2 separate regions of the Gossypium hirsutum genome follow, and region 1 is linked to region 2. A link is a contact called in public Hi-C data. All regions are on one chromosome and are shown on one strand. The core of a region is the stretch at or near the end of the contact, and the rest is flanking DNA. Distances in the headings are between cores, read along the strand shown.

Region 1 (3,482 bases), core at 867-3,366, 380 kb after region 2:
TTATAAATTAAATAAAATATTAATGAAATGGATAAAGTGAACTTTTTTCCTTTCACCGGGGTCAGTTTAACCCCGCAGATTCTCCCCTCCGGTTGAATTAGGAGTTGCAATAAGTTGAGAATTTCAAGTGGAGTGCTATCCAAATGCATCTCCATTGAAAGCTAAAGAGACTTCCATTCATTTAAAGTAAAACATTCTACCATACTAAAGGTGTGGCAACATCCAAAGGACCCTTATTTTGCTTGCTATATGACTAGAAAGAGAAACGAATCAATCTCAAATTAATATATAAGAAAAGGAACAATCTTATTTTACAATCCCTTGCTTTATAACTAGAAAGAGAAAAGAATCAATAGAAGATCAGACTTTATATTAAAAATTAAAGGATAGTATTTGTTACATTAGTAATTTTTATTTTATTTTATAAGTAGTTTTAAAAATTTATCATATGATTTTTTAAATTTACTATATTCATATAGGACACTTGTTAATCTCCTGAACTTACTTATAAAGTCTGAAATTTCTACCAACAGTGTACTAAATATTTTCTCAAAATTGAATAATGACAAAATATAATTTTAGTTTTTATTATGCTTAAACTTAAATTTAGGATTCACTTCCTATAATTTAATTTTTTTATAATTTAATAATTTTATTTTTATAATATTATTATTCGAAGTAGTTAATACAATTAATTAATTTTTTAAAGAAAATACATTTTCAAGTCATTGTAATGACATGATATAGATATTGTGTTGTAAGGATGTTAATTTTAAAAAAAACTTATACCAACATTTTTATTTTTTAATAATTAATAATATTTAAATAAAAGTAAAAGTAAAGGATGAAATAGTTATCAAAAGTTCAAAACTAGAAAATTTTCTTTTTGGGAACATTTACCAAAACTAAATAGCACCCTTCACGAGGAAGCTCCTGCAACAACGTTTCCTCATACGCACCCCTCTGGGACAAGTACATAATCCGCCACGCTATTCTTCTCTGGAGCAACATGACAAATAGTAACCTGCCATTCCCAGCCCAACAGCCGTCGAATATGTCGCACCATGAATTTAGCCATTAACTGATGGTAGTCGTTGACATGCATTTACTACGGTTACGATGGATTTCACTTAGATAATTAATGCGGGTGCATTCATATTTTTAAAATTTCCTGTGTGACAGCCCAGGCCAACCAATTGTGGTCTTGCATTCCTGTTTGCTGCTTCTGTCTCCAATATGTTATGAAGGATTGGCTTGTTTTTGCATATTTAACTCTCTTCTGTATATATAAAAAAGAAATAATAAAATTCATTTTTCAACATTTAAGTATCCTTTTTTTTGGAAGAAAATCTGAGCCTTTTTTTTTCTTTTACTTTATTTCAAGGGGAAAAAGGCAATACTTATATAGGAAGCAATTGATGAATTTATTTCAAGACTTAAAAAGTAATAATTTTATAAGGACACGTGTCTATAATAACATACGTTCTGGCACTAGCTTTAAAAAAATAACAAGTGTTGAGGAAAAAGGAAAAGGAAAAGATTTAATACTGTAAATATTTGTTTTATATTTTGATATATTAATTTATTCAGGGTCTTAGTTATAGTATATTTTTACACTATATGTAAACATTTTTTTTTCTATGCAATCACTTTGCTAATTAATAATGTTATTAATTATTAGTATGTGGTTCTTGTGGGTTGATTTAAGATTTTAACTCAACTTATTCCATTCAAAGTATTTGTCTGTTTAGTCGCATCTCACATGTCGATTTTATATTTATTATTTTTGAAAATCATTTATTTAAAGCCACCAGTCAAATTCGAATTAATTTAATATTCCTGACAGATCATAAATTATTTGAAAATTTTATAATATCCATAATTAATAAAAATAAATAGTTATTTATTAATAAATTTATTTTTTAAAATACTTTTTTACAGTAAATAAAGTGTGAGATTAAAATGTGGTTTTATTAAATATTAAAATGATTTTGTCGTTATCAAAAATTATTTTTTGGGCAAGCCCAAGCAAGCAAACAAAGGATAATTTGTACTGGTTGAGCTGTAATGAGTGGTGTTAATAATCCTTGGTTTATGTTTAAAAAGAAAATGAAAAACTAAAAAGTGGAGCGCACCGACAACTGAACTGTGGATTTGAATTGACTTCTGTCTGCTTAGTTGGCACGCGTTACCGAATGAGGACTACAAATGAAATGAGATCAGCGGTGGCTAAGTCTCACCCGATCCAAACAAAGCATTATACTCGTACTAAGAAGAAACTAGTTGTAGTAAGCTATTATATCGTTTCTCCTTTCTCCCTCCTCGTAAGGTAAGCTTTCATCTTAACTACAAAAATAAACAAAGTCTTCTTACCTCAGCCTCTGCCTGAGTTTTTAGCTTTTTTGTATTTACTGTTATTACTATCTTTCCTACTTCGGAAAGCGTTTTCTTTTACTTTATTGATGAAGTAATCTCAGGATGAAGACAAGAAGAGATTGTGTGTGTTTTTTTTTTGGTGAAAAGAGATTGTGTTTTTTAACCACTCGTAGTTTTCAGTTCTTTCTGCTCCGGCGATTTACGAGCGGTGCTGTTAGCTCTCCTCCCATCCTAAGGGATGGATTATTGAATTTAGAAGAGAGTAAGATGAGACACATGATGCGATCTTCTTGCCATGTGTGACCTTTGTCGGATACTTTATTTTTGGGAGGTTCATGACGTTTGTCGGATAGTATTAATTAAAATAATAATAATAATGATAATGATAATCACGATAATTGTAATTTTAGTTGACGAGATTTAAGATCTCAGTTAGGATTATTTTATGGCCTGCTTTTATTCTCACTGCTCTCTTTATTTATATGTAGTAATATTTAGGATTAGTAAATTATGTGTGAGTTACATTGTCTCTTTTGAGTACAATTAATCTATTTTATTCCCTAAATAAGATACATAATATTGCTATATGGCCTATGGGTTGTCGTTATGGGTATGGGTGTGAAATTTATATTCTTGGCTAATTGCATTTATTTTAATATTTATGTTTGTCTGCCGGTATTTGTTTTAGGCTGTAATAAAAGTATATTGCTTTGATTATCTTATATTTGAGAATCGGTGTGAATTTTATATTTTGACCATTCATCGTTTTTATGTTTGTCCGACAGTGCTGTAATAATATTCTTTTATTTTCAAATTAACCTAAGTGTTATTGTCAGAATATTACCATGACCACCCATCTAAACATACCAATCACTTTATGCTTCTTTGGTTTGATTGTGACGGATTAAAAATAGTGATATTAATCATTATTTGTGGGTAGATGATAGCCAATTAGATAATTACTGAATTAATTACTGATAATTATGACACCAAGTTACCGTTAGCAGCACGAGTTGATTATGTGCGGTGCTTGGTGTTAATGGTAGCTTTATTTCTTGTTGAATAATGATGTTGGACATGTGCATGGGTTTTATATAAGCCTTTGT
Region 2 (3,684 bases), core at 138-2,637:
AAATTTCTTAATGAAACTTTAATACCACCCTAAAGACACTCCATAAATATTTATAAAAATATTTACGACTCGATTTATAGAATTGAGGTCCCAACACCTCATTTTCTAAAACCATTTAGCCGAATAAATCTTTATAAAATACAAATTACTAATTCAAAAATCTTTCTAAAATCATATTTAACCCATAAATATTAAATAATAATATTTACGAACTTGCTTGCTTGATTTGGTGGCCTTGAAACCACTATTTCTGACACAACTGAAATCGGGCTGTTACAAGATCATGACTGCCGATTGTGACCTCCACCTAGACTTCCACCACTGGTTTTATCAAGCATTATTACCCCGAAATCAGGTTTCCTCACAATGGGTTCCTCAAGTGATGATCCTATCTCGCCATGATATATTAAATATATGTGTGTTGAGGCGTGTTATCACGTCCTCGATCCCTCAAAACTACCTAAGAACTTCTGTCGTTTTAGTCGAAAACTCTAAACACATTCAAAGTACCTTAAACCCTAAAAAACTAAAAACCCTAAAGATCCTAACCTTAAAAAAAATCCTAACCTTAGAGAGAGAAAGTGAAAGTCCGTCTAGCTGGACACGCTTTCTTGCCATCTATGCAGAAAGCACACTCTGCTGGACGCGCTTTCACTTTCTCTCTCCTAAAATGACCAATTTCCCTAATTAAAGTTTACAACAACCTAAAAGACTAACTGAAAAAATAGCATATTTTACTAATTTATCCTATTTAAATCATGGACATATCAATTTTCGCTGCAGCACATGTTTTATTATTTTATCTTTATTTGTTTCATATTTCGTATAATTTATTACAAGAATTCAATTTTAATTTTAATATAAATGTCAAAAACTTTAATTGTTTTTCCGGTATATTCTAGTGATACATAATTTTAAATTTAAATATTTAGTTTATTAAAATGAATTAATCTTTAATTCACTAAAAAAATAATTAATCAATTCAATATTTTATTCATTAAAAAATTCACTTAAAAAAGAGTAGAATAAGTTAAAAGTGTGACGAGAAAAAAAAATTTAGTTATTAAAATTATCTCAGCATATTTTTTTAACCTTTAATTTCAACGTACTCGAATCAATATTTTTTTATATTAATAATATTAATATTAATTTAGTTAAAATTCAATTCATTTCCTGCATATTTTTTAATTTTTTAAGAAGGGTTGAAAACGCGTATAGTTTTATATAAATCCACAAATAATTAAAATATTTACATTGTTTGATACAAAATGGATTTTTTTTAATTTAATTTAAAACAATTAACACAAAATTGAAATATCTTAATAAGATCCGGGCGTGGACAAAGTTTACTGTAACTCGCTTAGAGTCCAGGAGTTAAGAGTGTTAGACTTTAGACTTTACTCTTTTTCTAGAAAGCAAGAAACGTCGGTTGGCACGTACGGAAGTCGCAGTCGCACGTGAGAAAGCAGCACCATCTCAACTCGGCCCCCCTTTAATTCCAAACATCTAATCTATAGCTCTCTGCCTCACTCTCTTCAACGACTAAAGTCTCTCTCTTCACAATCACATCTTCATTTTCAGAATTTAACCAAAATAATATTAGAAAAAAAAAGAATTAAAAGAAATCCAAGAAGAAAAAAGAAGTAGCATCGAATCTTTTTTTATTCGTTATTTTTATTTGATTTTTTTTGCTTGTTTTCTCTTCGCAGCTCACTGCCTGCAGATCGGTTCAATCTCAAGGTTTCTTTAATTTCTCTTTATTTTTAATTTTTTGTGTTTTCATTCCATTTTCTTCTCCAAAGTTTGGTTCTGTTTGTGTTTTAAGTTCCAGATTGGTTAGCAATTGTTTTCCTGCTCGATTCTTTACTTCGTTTTTAGGTCAATTTCCCTTTTTAGCAGTCTCGGAATATAAATAGCTCATGCTGAGAGGCGAATTCTAAGAATGCTATTTTCGTTTTAAGCTCTTGATTCCGTCCGATTTATGTCGCAAAGTTTGTGTCACTTTATCAAAGTGATTGTTTTAGCTCAACTTTCAGAGGTAGTAGTTTATTTTCAAGTTAAGAGTTTAGGGTTGGAGAAGTTGATCTTAGAGTAATTGCTTGTGTTATTATATTTGCGTTTAGTACGTGCAACTTTAAATTTGACAGAAATGCTTCAAAATGATTGAAGATTTGGGAAATGACTTGCTTGTAGTAGAAGCTGCTAATCTCATTTAGATAAAGAATGCTAATGCAGCAAAAACCTTTAATGATGTAAATGTTGTTTCTCATAAGCGTTCATGTTCCTTAAAATTGGCTTTAAAGTCCGATTCTGGCTGAGAAGGCTTTATTGTACTGATTAGTTCATTCTTTGAAATTCATGTCGCACAATGTATGGTACAAGAGTAAGCAGTGCTCATAGTCCATCATAGATATCAAAACTGCAATGGTTATCAAGTTGGATTTTTTTTCATGATTAGAATTATTTGATATGTATTCATGTATAAGACTTCAATGCTCTATTTGTCCTTTGGTTCTAGAGAGAGAGAGAGAGGGAGGGAGGTGGTTCTTTCTTGGTTTTCAATTATGCATTTTTTCTGCACAAATTGGAAGGAACTTTGTAACAATTTCAATTGGAATTCTGCTTTCTGCACAATGTTTCTGTTTCAAGTATCTAACTGTTTCTAATTCTTATTTTTGCTTCTCTATGTCCTGCCAGACTTTGTTTGTATTTTTGTAGCTGCCAAGTGGCGTTGTAGTCCCGATAACCATATGATACAACAAGGGTGCATTCCTGAGTTTGGCGTATCAGATGATTTGTAGTATCTATATTATGCTTTGTCAGTGCCATTATGGGCATTCGTCTGATGAAATATCAATGGCCATGGCTGCTTCTCATTCTATTCTCTTTTATCCTAGCAAACAGAATCAGAGCTATCAGTCCTGATGGTATGTCATTTATATGTAGTATGAGATCATTCAAGCTGATATTTAGAAATTTTTTTCTCCTCTTATTCTCTCACCATCTGGAAAAGGATCTTAAATGCTCTCCTTATGTTAATGCTCTTTTGGTTGGAAATTACTGGTTAATTTGTCTCACTTAGGAAATTTGCACATTGAAAATCTTGACCATTTAAAACTTTGGTGAGCATGTTTACATTTTGCTTTCCTTTTCCTTTTTGACAGTCTTTTAGATTTAATTTGGATAAAATAGATTTTGGCTGGTTATAGAATCTCTAGTCAGCCAGTGATTACAATGCATTTCATGCTGGAAATAAGAATATTTGGTAACAGATTGTGAAAATGCTTTTCATGATGCAGGAGAGGCACTTCTGAGCTTTCGGATAGCAATTATTAGTTCAGATGGTGTGCTTTCTCAGTGGAGACCAGAGGATCCTGATCCATGCAAATGGAAAGGGGTGAAGTGTGATAGTAAAACCAAGAGAGTGACAACTTTGTGAGTATTGAAGATCATGTACAAATATAACATCCCTTAAACTACTTTGTTTACATGAAGATGCAATTTAACATCTTTTTTCTCTACGTTTTCTCTTCAGGAGCCTTACCAATCATAAACTGAGTGGTCCTATATCGCCTGACCTTGGGAAGTTGGAGCACTTGAGGCTTTTGTATGTATTAGTGGGACTTATCTTTCTTCATACTTGATGGATGATCTGTATTCAAATATATTTTATTGCAGCTGATA

The links. Hi-C and Micro-C count contacts between places; a contact is called where the count stands out from the background.
Region 1: a Hi-C map of leaf shows a contact between it and region 2, with 1.6 times the contacts expected there. The contact joins the promoter of LOC107930098 here to the promoter of LOC107930105 in region 2. A contact is called at or near these places in 4 of 34 Hi-C or Micro-C datasets (callus and leaf).

The regions. Positions count from the first base shown.
Region 1 is chrA08:109,307,944-109,311,425 of Gossypium_hirsutum_v2.1, forward strand. It overlaps LOC107930098 (pectin acetylesterase 7), which reads left to right and starts at 2,117. Exons shown (of 13, transcript XM_016861660.2): 1 at 2,117-2,329. The coding sequence starts at 2,196.
Region 2 is chrA08:108,925,540-108,929,223 of Gossypium_hirsutum_v2.1, forward strand. It overlaps LOC107930105 (LRR receptor-like serine/threonine-protein kinase FEI 1), which reads left to right and starts at 1,388. Exons shown (of 14, transcript XM_016861673.2): 1 at 1,388-1,740; 2 at 2,698-2,927; 3 at 3,300-3,435; 4 at 3,536-3,607. The coding sequence starts at 2,831.